Regions from separate parts of the Sus scrofa genome. Here region 1 is linked to region 2. A link is a contact called in public HiChIP or PLAC-seq data. All regions are on one chromosome and are shown on one strand. The core of a region is the stretch at or near the end of the contact, and the rest is flanking DNA. Distances in the headings are between cores, read along the strand shown.

The links. HiChIP or PLAC-seq counts read pairs in DNA pulled down with a chosen protein or histone mark.
Region 1: a contact with region 2 is called in an H3K27ac HiChIP or PLAC-seq map of skeletal muscle. The contact joins two enhancer-like sites. A contact is called at or near these places in 1 of 47 Hi-C or Micro-C datasets (skeletal muscle) and 2 of 2 datasets of contacts at active chromatin or transcription factors (alveolar macrophages and skeletal muscle).

The regions. Positions count from the first base shown.
Region 1 is chr6:78,032,277-78,036,457 of Sscrofa11.1, forward strand. All of the region lies in intron 1 of MINOS1 (MICOS complex subunit MIC10), which reads left to right. Among named protein-coding and RNA genes, the nearest start is that of NBL1, 12 kb to the right of the region's middle. Within about 2 kb of position 2,480, at least 6 of the 83 cell types and tissues checked have an H3K27ac peak or open chromatin away from gene starts, as enhancers often do. A contact at or near this core is called in skeletal muscle, where this site is marked.
Region 2 is chr6:77,787,526-77,791,307 of Sscrofa11.1, forward strand. The region is part of intron 6 of CAPZB (capping actin protein of muscle Z-line beta subunit); the gene reads right to left. Among named protein-coding and RNA genes, the nearest start is that of PQLC2, 28 kb to the left of the region's middle. Within about 2 kb of position 2,311, at least 25 of the 83 cell types and tissues checked have an H3K27ac peak or open chromatin away from gene starts, as enhancers often do. A contact at or near this core is called in skeletal muscle, where this site is marked.

The sequences.
Region 1 (4,181 bases), core at 1,230-3,729, 240 kb after region 2:
TAGTCCCCGTTCCTTTCTAGCCTTATCTCTTGCTCTCTGGGACATGCTTCTTGCTTCACTAGATTGCTATCCCCCCACCCCATTCCCTGGACAAACCCTGCTTTTCTGGGGCCAACCGGGTGGAGTGTGTGCCCATCCCCCTCCCAACTCTGGCTGTTAAAAGTCTACACCTTAAGAAGTTCCCTGGTGGTGGCCTAGCAGTTAAGGTTCTGGTGTTGTCACTGCTGTGGCACAGGTTCAGTCCTTAGTTCCGGAACTTCTTCATGCTGCAGGTGTGGCCAAAAAAATTATTTTTAAAAAGCCTACCCTTTAAACAACTCAAATGCTACCTATTTCTTGAACATTAAAAAAATTCCTGCTGTGGCCCAATGGGCTAAGAATTGACAGCAGTGGCTCAAGTCACTGCAAAGGTGCAGGTTCAATTCCCATCCTGGCACAGTGGGTTAAAAGATCTGGCATTGCCACAGCTGAGGCTTGGATTCAGCCCTGGCCCAGGCACTCCCATATGCTGTGGGTGCAGCCATAACACTTAAAAACAAAACAAAACAAACTCGGCTAAATGTGTTCCTCTTAACCAGCAGAACATTGTCCCTCTCCTGGCATCAAGGATCTGCTTTTGTTCAGTTTTCTGGATTCCTGAGTTATTATTCCTTCTTGATCCCAAGCTTCCGGTGAAGAGACTGGGTCTTACTTATTTCTGACCCTTGTTGAGCCCAGTGCTCTTGCCCTTCAGTGCTCAGTAAATATTTATTCTTGAAAAGGTTTTCTTTGGGGAGGGGGGGAGAGAAGACAATTACAATTACTGCGTGCAGTGCACCGTTCTTCCAAGCTTCTTACACTTAGACTTTTACGCCGTTTCACCCTTGCCATTCCCCAGCCAGGGACAGTCACTATTAGTATTCCTAGTTTCTGTGTGAAGAAACCAATTGTATATAATTTGTCCAAGCACTGAAACACAACTAGTGAGTGACCTAAGCAGTATCCTCAATCCTGTTTAACCTGTCTTTCCCCCAAGTCCATGTAATGGACATATAACCACGGTGTAACACTTCCCACTTTTTGAAGAATAAACCCTATATACGCTAGTGATGTACTCCAAGAGTAAAAAATATGTATCCCCAGTGCCTTCTACTGAATAAATACTGATAAATATAGATCAAGTGAATGTGTAAGGAAAAGAAACTGTTGGTTCTTGTTTCTTGATTTTTTTTTTCATTTAAATCAGGCATAGGCAACAACGTAATAGCTGTAATGACGTATACCTAGAGTGTAATGAATCCCTGATTCTTACTCTTACTTTCGCAAGGATGAGAATCCAGTTACTGACGAGGAGGAGGATCTAGAGGTGTTAAAGTATTGGGAAGGAAGGGACTTGCTGGAAAATACCTTTTGAACAGTGGATTCATTTTCTCTCCAGCCAGTACACAGAAGTATTTCCCGACTATTTCTCATTTATTCTAAGTAATTTCAGGGTTTTGCTACCCTCTTGATAAGTCAAACATCTGTGGTTTCTGTTGTTTTCTTAAGAGACTGAAGAGTAACCTAGTCATAAATTACCTGTGCAGTCAGTGTACTACAATCCATAAAATCCAGAAAAACACTTTGTCGACATATGTCACAATAGACTCATCTCCCTGCTGCCCACCTGACCGCTCCCTGAGGTTTATCTCTGCAGATAAGAAAGACTCCCTGACTTTGGAGTCAGACAGATTGGGCTGAGTTCCACGTTTTAGTTGTGTGTACTTGGATGGGTCATTTAGCGTCTTTGCATTGTTTCCTCTTCTCTGAGACAGGGTCACAATACACCTCATAAGGTGGTTCCACGGGTCACATGAAATAATGTGTAGAAACGTACAGTGCCTGCCACTCTGTAAATGTTCGTACCTCCAAAGCACCCTCTGATAAAAGTAATGCATTGTCCCTTTTATTGTGTTTATTGAAACAGTAAGTCTGCATTTTTCAATGTCCCTTTAATCATTAGTGTTCAGAGCTTCTTGTTTTCCTACGTGCTGTGCCCACATGTGAAGCAGCTAATTGTATTTTAGTAAAATGTGTTCAGCCATGTTCCTTTTGTGCATTCTTGGAAAGTTGTGTGGCTGTCAAAATTCTGAAAGCTGGATCATGTGCTGTATGTACTTTAAAAGGACGCTTTTTGTGAGTTTGGCTTTTCTTAAAACAGAGCACACCAGTAATGACTTCCACATTGATCTCTCCTGTCTTCACTCTGTTCTGTGCTGACTGCTTTACTTGTTCCGATCAGAATCCTGGTGATTGATGTCCACCCAAGAAATTCATACAGGTGTTTCAACCTCTTTCTAGTCCAGTAGGCACAGGAAGGTTAAGGTCTTGTAAAATAGCCACCCTAGTGTGTTTCCTACATACCCTGCAGCAGTGTTGATGCTTGAGAAGCTGATTAACACAGACCAAATTACCATCTCTGGGCATTTGGTCTGGCACACTTTCTTGGTTAATTCACATGACTTGGCATTTACACAGGGACACCTGGGACAGTCTGTCTTTGCCTCAAAGGATTAAGTAACACAGTTTGGAGCTGACTTAAAACTTTTTTTCCCCTCATGAATTGGGCCCTGAACATCTTTCATAAATCAGGAATGTTTCTTGGAAACGTAATTCTCACTAAACTCCATCCCAGGGATACTTTTCTATAAAAGCATATTCTTGTTTGTCCTGTCATAACACATGCATTTGATGATTGTAATAATGTTGATAGAAACATGATTGAACAGGAAAGCGTGCGCATTATAAATAGGTCAGTTTGCTCTTAGTCCATGTTTAGAGCATACATGTAGCTTTATTAAACACAAGACAGCTCTAGGAAAATTTTTTATTGTATTCTAAGGCAAAATGTTCTCGTTTAGCTGTGCTTCTGAAGGAATCCCCTATTTGAAAAAAAAATATATGTGTGTGTGTGTATGTATATATATATATATATATATGTTACCCCATGGCTCAGCAGGTTAAAAATCTGGTGTTGTCACAGCCGTGGCTGTAGTTACAGCTGTGGCATGGGTTTGATCACTGGCCTGGGAGCTTGTGCATGCTGCAGGCAGGGCAAAATATATATTTAAACACACACACACACACACACACACACACTATGAACAGTTGCTAATGCCAGTGAAATAAGTTCAACTATGCAAAGAGTAGGGGAAAAGATTGAGATTTTCAGCTGTGGTTCACTCACAGTGGGATCCTAAGCAAGCCAGGGAGTTGCATTTTCATAGAGGATTGACTGTTACATAAACTTCTGACATCTTTTGAGTTTTATTAGAGAGGTAGCAGAACTTAATAGCATTTATTAAAGTCTTTTTCATACACTGCTAGATAGCTTACATTTTCCTAATACAGCAGCCCTAGAAGATTGTTTTCACACTACAGATGAGCACGTGGAGACTGAGTGAGGTTAAAGAACTGACCTGAGGTCTGAGAGCTGGCTGGCGCAGAGGGAGCCACAGTCTAAACGGGGCCTGTCTCATGGCTACTCAGTGGGAGACCAAATATCTCATTTTTTGGAAGCCGTATCTTTTCTTTCAGGCATAAAGAATAAAGTTGTTTGGCACGTAGTTTCTAGGATCTTTAAAACTTGCTTGTAATTTCTATAGTCTCGTATTCATAAACTTCTAGTTGAATATGGTACTTAAGTTTTTGCTCCTATGTCTTGCAGTATTATTACACTAGTTAAAATGTAGTTGCTTTGCAATTTTAATTTTTAGATGCAGATCACAATTTAGCATTGATTAAACATTGACCTTAGGAATTTAGGAGCTTTGTTTAAAATGTTAACTACAAGCTGGAGTGAGCTCTTAATTATATAATCAATTATTGATAAATAAAATGGGTCTGTGGTCTTCTTTCCCCATGATTGATCTTTCATAGAAGTGTTTTCTAAGTAACTTGCTGAGGATTTGTGTGTGTGTTTGTACACGTGCATGGCTTGTGAAATTTCCCTGGCTAGGGATTGAACATGCACCACAGCAGCAACCTAAGCCACTGGCAGTGACAACCCTGGATCTTTACCTTGCTGCGCCGCGAGAGAACTCCATATTTTTTTTTTAATGCCTTTCTCAACATTGAATTACTCCTCTTCCACTGAAAATCCATCAGCAATTGGAGCTTCATTGAAGTTAATTCTATAGGAACCTGTATTGCTCCAACTTGTT
Region 2 (3,782 bases), core at 1,061-3,560:
GCAGACGGCAGGAGAGAACCGAGTCACTTTAAATGATTAAACGTCCAGGGTCAGACAAACCCGATTCTGTGACAGACATTCTTGCAAAATCACAGCACACTTAGAGATGCCAGGACACTGGAGCAGGGCAGAGGCTGGCCCTGCCTTCCTAACGGAAGGAAGATTAGAGTTGGAAGTTAAACACCAGTTTGACACTGATCCAGGTGACAGTTTTTGGATGGGACAGTTAAAAGTCATCTGTTAGCACATTTTGAAATCCGTTATCTCTAAGGGCTAGCACAGGCTCCCCACGAACTCGTTCCACGATGACAATCAATTTCCTCTTGGGAAGGGGATGCTGGGCTGAGGAACAGAGGGTCCCTCTAATGAGATCACACCACTGTGGCAGCTTCCCACCCAAGGTCCTGTGGCCGTGGCAGAGGAGCAGGGCTGGACAATGGTCAGTTCCCAGGGGGGCCTCCTACAGGGATTCTCTGCCTGGCCCTGGGTCCACCTGCTGGCCCAGGACTTAAAAGGAAGACCCAGCTGAAAGGGTTCATGGGATCCTGTTGACAGCATCCCAAGGGTCGAGATGATTGGCAGGGTCACTTATCAGACCCAGAAACAATCCATGTCCCTGCGGGGGGCGGGCAGAGCTGTCTGCAATAGGCGCCTGCTCATAGGGTGATGAGCCCCTGGAGGTGTCTGAGAAGTGGGGTTGTCAAGATGCTACAAGAGGGGTCCAGAGTAGAGTGACAGTCTGGAACCTATGGCCTCGCAAGGCCTTTCCAAAGTCAAGAGACTCGGTCTGAGAACGAAGGTGCCTGGTTCCAGCAAGACTGTTTTGTTAGGTCTGGCCTGATGGGTACAAGGGGAGAGCGGGAGAGACGCCAGAACCATCAGCGGCTCTGCCCGCAGCACTGGGTTCTCTGGGCATAATCCGGGGGTGGGGTAGGGGTTCCTCAAACCTCAAATTCCAGGGGTCCCCACAGAATAGGAGAGGGGAGAGTGCCCACAAACTTTAAAGTAAAAGCCACTCCCCACCATTTTGGGGTGATAAGCACCCATCCTGGGCAGAGCTGTGCGCCCTGAGCTAATCCTGCTGCTTCAATGAGTGGAGCAGGTGCCTGTTAAAGGGCTGGGAGAGTGCCCGAGGGGAAGGATGTTTGGCCCACCTGTCCTTGAAGGCACTTCTGGCACCAACGTGCTGGCACTGAGTGTTCTCCCTTCTCGTGTGGAAGCGGTTTCCACGCAGCTCAGAGCTGCTCTTCTGGGTGTGGAGGGGCCGGGGGGTCTGGTCCGAAGGACCCAGGTCTTTCCACACATCAGTCTCCCCCCACCTCCCCCCGCCTCCCGGCGCCCCAGCTCCACGCAGGCAGCAGATTCCTGGTGACTCTCGGGAAACAGCGAGGCTTTGAGCTCAATGAGGGCCCCATTTTAAATGAGCACCAACCACCCCAAGTGAGTCCAGGATGGGTGACAAAGGGCTCAGGGCCATCAGGGGTAATAAGTAAACTCACGACAGATACCCAACCCCTGGGGTATCATCTCTGCTTCAGAATCCAGAGCCCTTGTCCAACAAAGGGAGAGGCTGGAACTGCTGGGTGAGCCGAGCAAAAGAGCTCCGGGCAGCGGGGCCGGGGGTGGGTGAGAAGGCTCGGCCTCCTCTAGGGGGGGACGAAGGAGATGGGCTGCGTCGGGGGCAGAAGCCTGGCCCGCAGACACATCTCCACAGCCCCCTTGCCCGCACCCTGGCCAACTCCCCGCACACCTGGTCAGGGTCAGCTCGCTGGTAATGCTGACGCGCCATAAACAGAACTATTTCTGCAACGCAGATATGATTCCACCCAAACAGAAGTGGCTGCCACAGGAACACATTTTTATGTGCTGTGGTCGCACAGATTTACCACAAGGTGATTCCAACAGAGCCAGTCGGCTCGTCCCCATCGAGCACCTCTGCTCCCCTCTGTGGCCTGGAGTTTCAGAGAACATGGGTGAATGTTTAGAAAGCAGGAAATTTTCCTCAAACGGGAAGCACGGTATCTCCCAGGGCTGTGTGGCATTTTCCAGTGAGCACAGCCCGGAGGGGGGGCGCAGCCTGCGGGAAGCCAGCCCCCGCTCACAGCTCCAGCTCTGGAGCCCGAGGGGCAAGGGCCTTGGCCTGCCTGGGCCTCCACTTCCTTGCCTCTGCCCCGCACTGAACTAGCAAGATGCGTGCCACGCCCAGGACGGCGCCCCGCTCAGCGGCAGCTCCACTGCCAGGACTCTCCCAGCCCCGCTCCCGGGCAGAAGCCAGCAACACCCTCCCAGTCACGAGCTGTGTCCCGGCAAGAGCTGGGCTGGAGGCCAGGACACAACACGCTGTCAAGCCGGAAGACAGTGGTCAGAGAGCCTCTCAAAGAAGGCTTGGGTTGCCCAGTTTAGGGAAATTCTAATGAAGCCGGACATTGTACATATTCTACGAGATGGAAAAGCCTCTGCCTGCACAATACGTGCTAGCAGCAGCAACGGCTATTATTTACTGAGCATAAAGCATGCGTCAAAATGGGTTTTTATTTCTGCTCTACCACAATCTCCTCCAAATGGGCATTATTAGCTCTACGGTGAAGATGCTCAATTTCAGAGAAGGGAAGCGGTTTGTCCAGGTCACATGGCTGGAAAGTGACTGGGTTAGGAGCTGAACCAAGGCCTGGATGGTTCCAAAACCTGTTTTCTTCCGTGAGACTTCATTTGCTCAACTTCATCCACGTTCTTTCCAGAAAATCAAGGGCAAACCACACTCCAGGGCTCAGAAATTCCGAGCAGTTTCATCCCCGTCTGGCCCGCCCTCCTCCCCTCAATCCTCCCTCGGATCTCTGCCCGGTTCCTCTCCTGCCCAACCTTCCCAGCAGGGGACAGTCACAGGCAGGCAGCCTCATGCCAGCTTTCCTCTCGACCAGGCGGGGTCACTTCACCCCAGGTCGCCCGACGTAAACCAAACACCCCTAGAAGCCAGGCACTGAAGCCTCTACACCCTGAAGCCAGGTGGCCTCGGGGAACAAAGGAGCAGCTGCAAAAAGCCCTTCCGGAACCACCCCAAGTTTGGCCCAGACCCCCTGTTCCCCTCATGCGGAGGGAAGGCCACAGGTCTCTTCCCCCATTAAATACAGCCCTGCCTCACTACCAGCGCAAGTCAGAGGATTTCCCTGCCTTGACAGGCGAGCAGGTGCCTCTGTGGGAGTTGCGCTGCTTGGAGACGCATCGCGGACACCCGGTGCTGAGCAGGGAGAGAGCTCGGCTTGCGAATGACCGGTCTGACTCCCCCCACAACACATTCCACCTTGTTTCCAAATATTTGGAATCTGAAAAAAAATATCAAATGAACATCTGCAGGGCCCGGCCCCAGATCGGAAACCTTGGATCTCTTTTCTGAGACTGGCGATCTTGCCTCTTTCCCACATTGTCAGCTGTCCCCCAGAAGTGACCTCTCACGGCAGCTTCCTGTTCAGCATGTTGGTACTTGGCCTTCTCGCCGGGGCCCAGGTGGCGGCTCCTCACCACCCCCAGGGAGGGCACGATGGAGCGTCCAAGAAGACCAGCCCCCACCTCACCTTCCACAGCCCCGCAGCTGCAGGGATCTGCCACAACACCTCATCTGCCTCCTCTTCCAGGGACGTTCCTAACACACGTCTTCGGGGGGGCGGGGAACCAAAGGCTGAGTGGAGACGGGGTTAGAGCGCCTGGGTCTGAGCCCACTGGGTCTCCACAGCTGGTGTCATGGCCACAGTAAATTTACCAAAAGCAGAAAGAAAGTCACTGAGGGT